Regions from separate parts of the Zea mays genome. Here region 2 is linked to region 1. The links are chromatin contacts, called in public Hi-C maps. All regions are on one chromosome and are shown on one strand. Each heading gives the region's core, a stretch centred on a gene start, on an enhancer-like site or on the middle of the called end of the contact. The rest is flanking DNA. Distances are from core to core; before and after follow the strand shown. Region 1 holds the start of LOC103632687 (A-agglutinin anchorage subunit). Region 2 has its middle 11 kb from the start of LOC103632695.

Region 1 (5,382 bases), core at 2,710-5,209:
ATTCACCCGAGTCAAACGGGATTGCTGAAAGGAAAAACCGTACGTTGACTGACCTGGTGAATGCCATGTTAGACACTTGTGGTTTATCTAAGGCATGGTGGGGGGAGGCAGTCCTGACTTCATGTCATGTTCTGAATAGAATTCCTATGGGCAAAGAAGAGAAAACCCCTTATGAGAAGTGGGTTGGGAGAAAACCATCACTTTCATACTTGCGCACTTGGGGGTGCATGGCGAAAGTCAATGTACCAATTAATAAAAAGCGCAAGCTTGGTCCAAGGACAGTGGATTGTGTCTTTCTTGGATATGCTTCGTGTAGCATAGCTTATAGATTTTTAGTAGTTAAATCTGAAGTTCCTGATGTGTATGTTGATACTATTATGGAATCACGTGATGCTACTTTCTTTGAGCATATATTTCCAATGAAAGACATTCATAGCAATTCTAGATACTCTTCTGAGATAATTCCTGAACATAATACACCTATTGAGAGTTTTGAACAGCCACATGAAATTGTCCTAGAGGAGGATGACAATGATGCTCCTAAAAGGAGCAAGAGACAAAGGGTTGAAAAATCCTTTGGTAATGATTTCATTGTGTACCTTGTGGACGATACTCCTACTACCATTGCAGAAGCATTTGCATCTCCAGATGCAGATGATTGGAAAGAAGCAGTTCATAATGAGATGGACTCCATTCTTTCAAATGGTACGTGGGAAGTCACTGATCGACCCTATGGATGCAAACCCGTGGGTTGTAAGTGGGTGTTTAAAAAGAAGCTCAAGCCTGATGGTACAATTGAAAAGTACAAGGCTAGGCTTGTGGCTAAAGGCTATACTCAGAAAGAAGGAGAAGACTTCTTTGATACTTACTCACCTGTTGCTAGAATGACCACTATTCGAGTACTACTTTCTTTGGCTGCCTCGTATGGTCTCCTTGTTCATCAGATGGATGTAAAGACAGCTTTTCTTAATGGAGAACTGGACGAGGAAATCTATATGGAACAGCCTGATGGATTTGTAGTAAAGGGTCAAGAAAGCAAGGTGTGCAAGTTATTGAAATCTTTGTATGGTCTGAAGCAAGCACCAAAACAGTGGCATGAGAAGTTTGACACTACTCTAACGTCTGCAGGCTTTGCCATTAATGAGGCAGACAGGTGTGTATATTATCGCTGTGGTGGGGCCGAAGGAGTTATATTGTGCTTATATGTTGATGATATATTGATATTTGGCACAAACATTGATGTGATCAATGAAGTCAAGTCTTTTCTATCAAAGAGTTTTGATATGATTCTAAACATCAAGCTGATTAAGGCAGATGGTGGGATTACTCTCTCGCAATCTCACTATGTTGAAAAGGTTTTGAAGCGATTTGGCTTCTCTGAGTGCAAACCTTCTCCAACACCTTATGATCCCAGTGTGACACTGCGAAAGAACAAGAGAATTGGTTTAGACCAATTGAGATACTCTCAGATTGTCGGTTCACTCATGTATCTTGCTGGTGCAACAAGGCCCGATATCTCGTTTGCTGTGAGCAAATTGAGTAGGTTCATGTCAAACCCCGGGACTGATCATTGGCATGCACTTGAGCGGGTTATGCGCTACCTGCAAGGTACAATGAGTTATGGGATTCACTATTCTGGTCAGCATGCAGTACTTGAAGGATATAGTGATTCGAACTGGATATCTGATGCAGACGAGCTTTATGCCACCAGTGGTTATGTCTTTACTATTGGTGGAGGTGCGGTATCATGGAGGTCATGCAAGCAGACCATTTTGACGAGGTCAACCATGGAAGCCGAGCTAGCTGCACTTGACACAGCAACCGTTGAGGCAGAATGGTTGCGTGAACTCTTGATGGACTTGCCGGTGGTTGAGAAACCAATACCAGCTATCCTTATGAACTGTGACAATCAGACAGTGATTGCTAAAGTGACGAGTTCTAAGGATAATGGAAAGTCATCAAGACATGTCAAAAGACGATTGAAGTCTGTCAGAAAGTTGAGAAACTCCGGAGTTATAAGTGTGACTTATATTTCAACAGATAAAAATCTGGCAGATCCTTTTACCAAGGGACTACCACGTAATGTGATAGAAATCGCATCGAGAGAGATGGGTATGAGACCCGAATAAAGTTGCCATGGTGGAAACCCAGTCTATGTGATCGGAGATCCCGTGAATTAGGTCCTGGGAAGAACAAGCCATTGGTGAACTGAGGAGAGTAACTTTTGACCCTCTCTAAGTAAAGATGCAATACTCTCAAATGCTGTAAGGCAGGTTGGCTTTGTGCCTTAATGTGTTCTGTTGGCTTGTATTAGCGAAGATGTTGTCCTGCAGAACATTCTTGAAAGAACACACCTATATGAGTTAGACTGTCTAACGTCGCAGTCTATGAGATCTGGGTGATCTCTAGTAAACTCATGAAGAGACCTTGGAGTACGACGTATATGCTCCACCCGAGAAGGGGACTACTGGTAGCCAAGTACTGGTCATGACTTCAAGTGAAACCCATCCACGCAAAACTTGCAATTCAAGGCATAGTCCATTGTCCAAGTTGTGGGTTGGTGTAACTTGGAGTTCTAGGCGGAAGTTCAACTTAACAGTCTCTGCTGAAAAACTAGTATATTAAACAGTAGTGAACAGTGGCGAAAACTGCAGATGGGCATTTGAGATCTGGTGGGGGATTGTTAGGATTTATGGGCTTGGCCCAATTAAGTTATTCAAATAAATCCCAGAAAAATCTCAAAAGCCCATATAAGTGGATGGCAAAGGGATAGGTGGAACCAATAGCACCATATTGCTAGCTCTTGTGGAGTAGAGCTAACTTAAATATGGAAGCCACACTCACTCACCAAGTCATGGATGAGAGGAGAGAGTGTGGAGAGCCACACGCGCGCGCGCGCTCGCTCGCCTCGCCTGGCCTGGCCGGGCCGGGCCGGGGCAGGGCGGGGCGAAGGGCGCGGGCGCACGACATGCGCGTGAATGGTCCGCCGAAATCCGGCCCCTCGCCTTGCGGGGGCGCGGCTACCTTTTGCCGTTTGATTTTTTAGTTTCTTGGCTGTTACGCTTATCCTAACCGATCGCTACAAAATCTCAACTGATTGCGAGATTTTCGTGGGTGGATAAGCACGGGGGTCGCGGACTCGGCCCTATAAAAGGAGCCCGGCAGCCAGCCTCCAAATCATCCCAGATCCCAGTTAGCTTTCGCCTCTCTTCATAGCTGAGCCGCCTTTTAGTTCCCTTCGTCCCGACCGCAGAGGTGCATCTGCGATCAGGAGAGCAGGTCTCCGGAACCCTTCGTCATCTAGATCCTGCACCAGGAGAGGGCGAATAAGGTTTTTGGGAAGCGTCTTCACGCGACTGCTCGTGATCTTCTGACATCGTCGACTCAGCTGATCCTGGCGCGCGCCAACAATCAGTAAGTCTAATCAGTACGCATCATCTGATTTGGCTTTTATTTCAGTTCTTCTGATTTGGTCATGATTTATATTCGGAATTTAGATTGGAATTTGTCTAATTATTCAACACAGGAGGCTATCTTGTTGTGGAGATAAGACTAAATGTTGTTAGGTTTGCCAGACAGAACGATCTTAACTGTCGGGGACTATCATAATTTGATGATAGATAATATTAATGAAATAGCCGACAAAAGATTGATAGCTTTAGAAGAGATCGAGAAAGATAATATCATAATTGTCAAAAAGATTGGTAGCTTTAGGAGAGATCGAGAAAGATAATATCATAATTGCCAGAGCTTACAACAAAAAAAGTTAAGATTAAGTTATTTCAAGTTGGAGATATGGTATATAAGATCGTCTTGCCACTAATAAACAGAGATGCGAAATTCGGTAAATGATCACCAAACTAGAAAGACCCTTACATAATTACGTTGAGATGCGAGAGATTTACATTCTCTGTCGATGGAGGTATAACACAAATCAAAACTACTGACAACTGAGATCAGGCGTTTACCGGACCACATGTGATAAAAACTAATCACCAGGTCCAATGCGCTTACGGTTCGAAAAATGAAACGGATGAAAGAGAAGACTCGAGAGGGGGAAAAAAAGGAAGGGTATGTGTTAAACCGCGGAGCAAAGCACACGCATCCGTCCCTGTCCCGTCTCCCGTCGCAGTCGCCCCTTCGTCTGCGGTCTCAGTCCCGCGCACACGCGCAGTTTCTCGTCGGTGCGGCGCGTGGGCTGAGGGCCTGAGGCCAACCACTCCGCTTCCGCCTATTCGAGCATTCAACTCCCTCAGGTCCCGGGCCGTCTCCGGCGGCCGCTCCGACGGATCCTCTATCGCCCAATCGCCCGACGGCCCGAGTACTAGACGGTAACAGGAACCGCTGGGTTATACCGTTTGCGCTTCAGTTTACGAAACTGGTGGTTTCATTTTTTTTAACCCTTTTGCAGTTGCGGGATTGATTTAGTGATTGTTGCTCTGCGGCGGGGGTTGAGATGGAGGACTTGCTGAACACGGAGATCGGGAAGAACGACTATGACTGGTAATTGAATGATTACTCTCGTCTTGTGGCGATCTGATTTCCTAATTTGGGCACGGTGTAGCGCTGCATGCATTGGTTAATCATTTCAATAGTTGCTCTGAACTTTGCGAAAATGTCTGGCAATGTGGTGTTCTCAAACAGTCTCGAGAGTTTGCTTGGTCCCTCCAGGACTAATTTGTACTGATTGTACTTGTTTCCTTTAGGGGTTTTGCCCAAATCATGTTCGGGGTTTCCGGGAGTAATGGTTGCGGTTGCTTGTGGGCATTGGACATGGTTGGCCTGCCTGGTAGCCTGGTAGGGACCTTGTTTGCATTAGCTGCAGAGTCAGTTGTGCTGATAGCAGAGAGAAGCCTGCAACTTGATGGCTGTATATGTGGGCTCCGTCCATGAATAGCAAATATCTGGATATTACGTACATAGGGAAATAATCAAACAAAAAAAATAAACGGCAATTCCTATTTCAGAACGTCTTCACTCATCTCACATCAGGGCGACTCTAATGTTGTTTAAGGGCGAGTTTGGGAACCCCATTTTTCCAAGGGATTTCCATTTTACCAAGGGAATTTAGTTCATTTTTCCTTGGGAAAATAGAAATCCCTTGGAAAATGGAGTTCCCATACTAGTCCTATTAGTGAAACACTTTACCCATATAACTCTGAACCTCCGAAGGTACGCCAATCATATTTATGGGCCGACTTCGACTTATTGTTTCAACACAAATATTTACTGCTTTCATGCAACCATCCAACCATTTCGATTTCCTTTATTTAGTATGATAGCCTCACCGGTATTAGGAAACACTACAGTGATAATGGGCTGAAGCCACGGGTGAACACTGTTCTGTGGTAGCTTACTGATGAGGTTGGCTTGTGGCAGTTG
Region 2 (5,698 bases), core at 2,351-4,850, 35 kb before region 1:
TTCGAATTCTGGTTAGCACAATTAAATAAATAATTGTTGCTCACTCCTATATTCCACGTTAGAGACCCAAAAGAGGCTCGACGTGAGGGGGAATGTTGGAATATAATATAAGTGAATTGTCCACCTCTTCCTATCAGCTTAAGCTTTTAGATTGATAGGCTCACGGTTGCCGCAAAATCCACTTCACCCTTTACTGCGAATACTTTTAACGATGAGGAGGGTAATGTTTTAGATGATGAATTATCCCATATTGCTGAAAGATGGGATGAAGATTCTGAATTATGTGGCTTAGATCGATGTTGTGAGCTTACTGTAGCACCGCGTAGGAAAAAGGCGAATAGGAATGGGAAGGTTAATCGTCCTTCCAAAAGCCTGGTACACCCTCCAAAATTAGTTTATAATGAAGGGCATTTTTTGGAATTGTAGAGGTCCGAGGGATTTGGCTAAACATAATTACCTAGCCTAGCTATCTAGAGAATATAGACTTGACTTTATTGCTCTCATGGAAACGGGTCGTAGCTCTTTCTCTGATTCCACTTTGAGACATTTTTGTGGGGGTGTTGATTTTTTTGAACACAAGAACATATATAAAGTTATTCTTCCCTGCATATATTGGCATTGTCCTATATTTGCTTGGCATTGTCCATTTGAATCTTGAGGGTGTCCTATATTTGCTTGGCATTGTCCAAGCCGCTGGCTTTGTTGTACTCATCACTGCATAGAGATGCTAACAAAACAGTAGTAGCTTAGATATTTTTATGAATTTTCTTATTAATAAATATGGGATTATCGCTACTATCAAACTACATTCCATTTTCCACTATTTCCAAATACTAGGATGGAAGGAAAAATAAATGACTACGCATTTTATGACTCCAAAAAGAATAGTCTTATCCATCAAAGTGAGGGGGTTTTCCAAGTAGAATAAACAATAAATGTGCATTTGAATTGTACGGAATGCAAGAATAATCAAATGAATAATTTTGATTAATTGTTTTCTTTTTCGTAGACGAGTCTTCATCGTCGTCGTCCCTTGGTGAAGAAGAGGAGGCGTCGTTGTCGTAGTAGATGATCTTCTTGATACACCTTTTCTTCTTCCCTTCCTTCATCTTGTTATTCGAGCCTGAGTCGGTGATCTTTTCACTTTTTGGCTCGTCAATGTTGAGAATCTCCTTATCCTTATCGTTGATCACTATCCCCTTGCACTTAGGATCCCCTTGTCACTGTTGAATTGGCTTGTTCGAGAGGCTAAGAGGGTGCCTCTGCTGTCATATTATAAAGCCATCATACTTTTGCAGAATCTATAGTTGACCGTTGTTTCAACCAAACAATCTTTCAGTTTTCTCGCAACCGTCCACCCAACAGCAACTTCCTCATGACTTAGAGCTAGGATCAAAATTTCAGAATTCTATAACCGAACCAAACACACCTTTACTACGACTATTGTATACAATAGCATTTACTGTTCAATTTACTTAATATGTTCATATTACACGATAGTTAGGCATAAACCCATTCTTGCAAAGGTGATGCTCCAGTTCTTCGATCTTTCTCACATACTACAAATTCCGACACTTGGTACACGAACACTTCACCACACGAGGTCCACCAAAAAATGTGAGATCCACGAATTGTTTTGCAACCCTAACCCATTCCTTTGAGTGACCTAGAGTCACGCTATTGAATCCATCATACATCGCCCTTCTTCTATTGTCATCCATTTCCAAAACTAAATAACCCAATGTATAAAAAATGTGTAAATAAACATCATTAAGCATATAAACGTAAATCCAGATTGTGTATAATAACCCTATTAGGAAGAATCACTAGACATAAAAAATTGTTTAAGCAAACATTGAACCTAACATCAATTAATCTACAATGAACAAGAAATTATGCATCAATTGTAACAACTACCCAAAAATTCGGCATCAAATTTTAACTAACAAACTAACATCTTTAACCATATTGTACGGATTACTAATTAGTTAATAGTAGTAGAAAACCTTAATCAATTGACAAAATTAAGCACATGCTAATAAATAGTAGTAGAAGACCTTATACCTTCGCGGAGACCGACGAGGTGGTGCTGGCGAGCCGAGGCTGAGCTTGGGCAGTGGCGCGGCGGTGCTGGCGAGCCGATCGAGGCCGAGCTTGGGCAGCGGGGCGTCGAGCCTAGGCCGAGCTGGGCGGTGGCGGCGCCGAGGCCGAGCTTGGGCTGTGGTGCGGTGCCGAGGCCAAGCTTGGGCTGTGCTGTGGTGTGGCGGCGCCGAGGCCGAGCTGGGCGGTGGCGCGGCCTGCTGGGGGTGGTGAGCCAGGGCGGTGGAGCGGCGGCGGCGAGCCGGGGCGGTCGGTGCCGAGCTGGGGCGGTGGTGCGGGGCGCGGCCCGCTGGGGTGGCGAGCCGGGGCGGCTGCGCGACCTGGCGCTGGTGAGAGAGAGAAGCGTGTGGGCGAGAATGAGACAGGTGAGAGAGAGAGCCGCGCGTGGGATTTGGATTTAGGTTTTCAGGATTAAGTTCGACGGTGTCCACATGCCCGACGAACTTAACTTAAAAACGTGGGTACCCACGTTCCTAACTCGTTAAGTTTGACGGTTTTAGCCAGGGCCCACGAACTTAACTTAAGAACGTCGGTATCCATGTTCTTAACATAACACATGAACTTAACTCAAGTAAGAACGTCGGTACCCACGTTCTTACTTTTACCCATGAATATTTATCAGTTTCTTGTAGTGGTTGGGCGTTGGCTGAGCACACGTGGCGCCCGCTGAGCGCGCGGTCGACCGTTGGCTAGGCGCGCGACTGGCACACCGGATAGTCCGGTGAATTATAGTAGTGGTGTCCTCCATTTTCCCAAGAGCGACCTGTTCACCGGGTGCGCTAGCCTGGCACCGGACAGTCTGGTGTATCGGAGGCTGGTGCAAGTTTGACTACCCTTAGCCAAACTTCTCCAATTAAATTTCTCTCGTTTTGAGAAGTTCACTGGCACTTAGTAGAACATAGTTAGTACCAAAAACAAATTACCGCTAGAATCATACCTTAGCTTTGTTTCAACTAATCATCTTTCATTTTTCTCACAACCGTCCACCCACAGCAACTTCCCCACAGCTTAGAGTTAGGATCAAGATTTCAAAATTCTATAGCCGAACCAAACACACCTTTACTACGACTATTGTATACAATAGCATTTACTGTTCAATTTACTTGCAGAGAGAAATCAAATACTGAAATACTTCGTTTATTCTTAATTATAATATAATTTTAACTTTTGTTTTTCTAGATGCATTTTTTATTATGTATTTAGACGTTTTGACCGTTTCGGCTGTTCATGCTTTGTCAAGTCAGCATTGACATTGCTGAGGTTTTCGCCTAGGTTGAGCGAGCGTGACACGTACAGAACCACCAGAAAGTCGGCGACACTGTTGAACCGTATCGGCAAGCCGTGTTTCTCTCCGTTGGTACGGCGCAGCTGATCGGTCCAAGATAGCGACACTTCCACGGGGAAACTGGCGAATCTTCGCGGACCACTTGCTGATATAGGAAGCCTTGAGCCCCCTGACATCAAGGCTGGAGGATTTAGGAACAGTGTGACAGCACAGTGACGCACAGCTGAGGACTGAGGCTGTCGGCGTCTTGTCTGTCCTTTGACGCACAGCTGAGGGCTGAGGCTAGAGCACTGAGCATGTACGGGGCTTCTAGTTGATCTCGTCCTACACCGTACCTACCTATATGTCGATTTCGTTCTAGTTGATCTTCTGTGACAAACTGAAATGCTAGCTAAACGCGCTCCAAAACCGTAGCCTGTTGCTTCTTTCTTGTTGGAACCATTCAATCGGCGATTTGACAGAGAGAGGGCGAGAGGGGGAGAAAAAACAACGACGACTCACTCAAGTCGACCTAAAGGTTTTCTCTGCACAGCACACGGTGCGCAGAGAAAGTAGGTGCGTGGCCTCCAGCCGCTTGCTTTTGATCTGAACGCACGCAGCTAGGACGCCGATGAGGTGGTGATTCCAGATCTTCACCTGCCCATATATATGATATATCTAGGCCACGGCACCGTCTCTGATTGCAAGTGCGACGCGGTGCGTACAACCAACAAGCTAAGCCCTGACTAATCCACCTTCCTTTTGGGGGAGGAAACGAAGGGAAGGATTAATGGATAACCGCAACCGCAACCATTTTTTGCTTGTTCTCTACTACTAGTAGTTCTTGTTGCTTCAGATTTCAGACTCGTCAATGAGCACGCGCGTTGACTGCAATCTAGAGGCTTGTACATATCTGACGACGCCTGGTGTACGGCGGACGTACTACTGCGCAACACGTACATAATCCCATGGGAAAAAAAACGGTGCTGTTTGTGGTTCAACAATTTAGGGCTAGTTTGGCGACTCCATCTTCCTAGAGGATTTTTCATTTTACAAAGTAAAAAATAAACTAGTTTCCAGAAAATTGTCGAGAAGTTCACATAATTCAGCGTTTTTTTCCCGTTCAGCAAAGTTTCCAGTACAATACATGGCCGCCTGATCGTCCACGAGCGGAACCGACTAGCTAGGCAGGCGGAGGATGCTGTGCAAGCGTTTGGTTGGCAGGAGATGAACGAAGTCTTGGGACATTTCTAGCTTTGTATATACTCGATCAGTACGCTTAATATATATGTCATTGTGCCAATACCTTTTGTCGTTGAATTTACATATGAAGAGTGGCGAAATAGAATACGAGTTCCTGTTGTTGACGTCGTTCCTTTTGTTTTTCTTTAAAATTTCTCTACGCCAAACTAGCTTATGCCATTTACCTGCCTTGTTTCTACTGTTCTCACATAGTACCGCGGTCGCGGTATGGTAAATGTCCTCTAATGCATTGCTCAGTTCGAAAGCAAGGGTACCACTAGCCATCTTGTCCATCAATCTAGTGTCACGTCGTTCGTCCTTGATACTTACTATAATATTATCTAAAGTGCAAGCTGCATATGCGATCTCGCTGCCAATGCAAGGTGCAAGTGCAACGCGCAGTACAATTACGTACACAAGTGGTCGCTTAATCTTATAAGATTTGGTCGCAAAGCGGCTGATTGGCCACCCCAGCAAATATTAAGCCTGCTGTCTGTCAGGATCAGCGCCTCATCGGGCGAGCAAAGTCAGCGATGCCATATGTATTCAGTAACAAATAAACAAATACTAGTACTGTGGCCTGTGGGACACTGGTTTCAACGGTAGGATTCAGGCACAACCGCTAAACATTCTCTCTCTTGTTTTGGATCACCATCTTTATAAGTTTCTGTTTGGTTGCTTATACACGACGAAACGTAAAACGCAGGCTATATGAACAGATGTAAAACAAATCACTTTATAGTTATTTGGTTGCATTATGATACGCAGAAAATTGTTGTGTACGATCAGGAAGGGTCACCCGAGCCTGCACGTGCGGACACAGGCATGAGGCATCCAATCAGGCGGATTATGTACCAGCTGGTGCACGTGCGGTAGTAGGGGACGTGCTGAGACGGTCAGACCTAGCCAGGGTCAGCTCCGAAGCTGCTGCGTACGTGTGTGTGCCCTGCCGCCGCTTCTAGTTCTAGACGACGTACGTACGGTCAACAAGGGGTTTGGTTAGCTGCTTCAAAATCTTCGAGGGAAAAGTAAAGCATGCTTATACATTATTAAACGGACGATGCGCTGTTGCTGCACGAGCTGAGGATTCCG

The links. A called contact is a pair of places that touch in the nucleus more often than the background predicts.
Region 2: a contact with region 1 is called in a Hi-C map of leaf, with 7 times the contacts expected there. The contact joins the enhancer-like site here to the promoter of LOC103632687 in region 1. A contact is called at or near these places in 4 of 25 Hi-C or Micro-C datasets (ear, leaf, root tip and 1 more).

Annotation. Positions count from the first base shown.
Region 1 is chr3:190,533,522-190,538,903 of Zm-B73-REFERENCE-NAM-5.0, reverse strand. LOC103632687 (A-agglutinin anchorage subunit) reads left to right here and starts at 3,959. Exons shown (of 5, transcript XM_020550431.1): 1 at 3,959-4,331; 2 at 4,412-4,503. The coding sequence starts at 4,457.
Region 2 is chr3:190,567,708-190,573,405 of Zm-B73-REFERENCE-NAM-5.0, reverse strand. No RefSeq gene overlaps it. Among protein-coding and RNA genes, the nearest start is that of LOC103632695, 11 kb to the left of the region's middle. Within about 2 kb of position 3,600, at least 16 of the 20 cell types and tissues checked have an H3K27ac peak or open chromatin away from gene starts, as enhancers often do. A contact at or near this core is called in ear, leaf, root tip and 1 more, where this site is marked.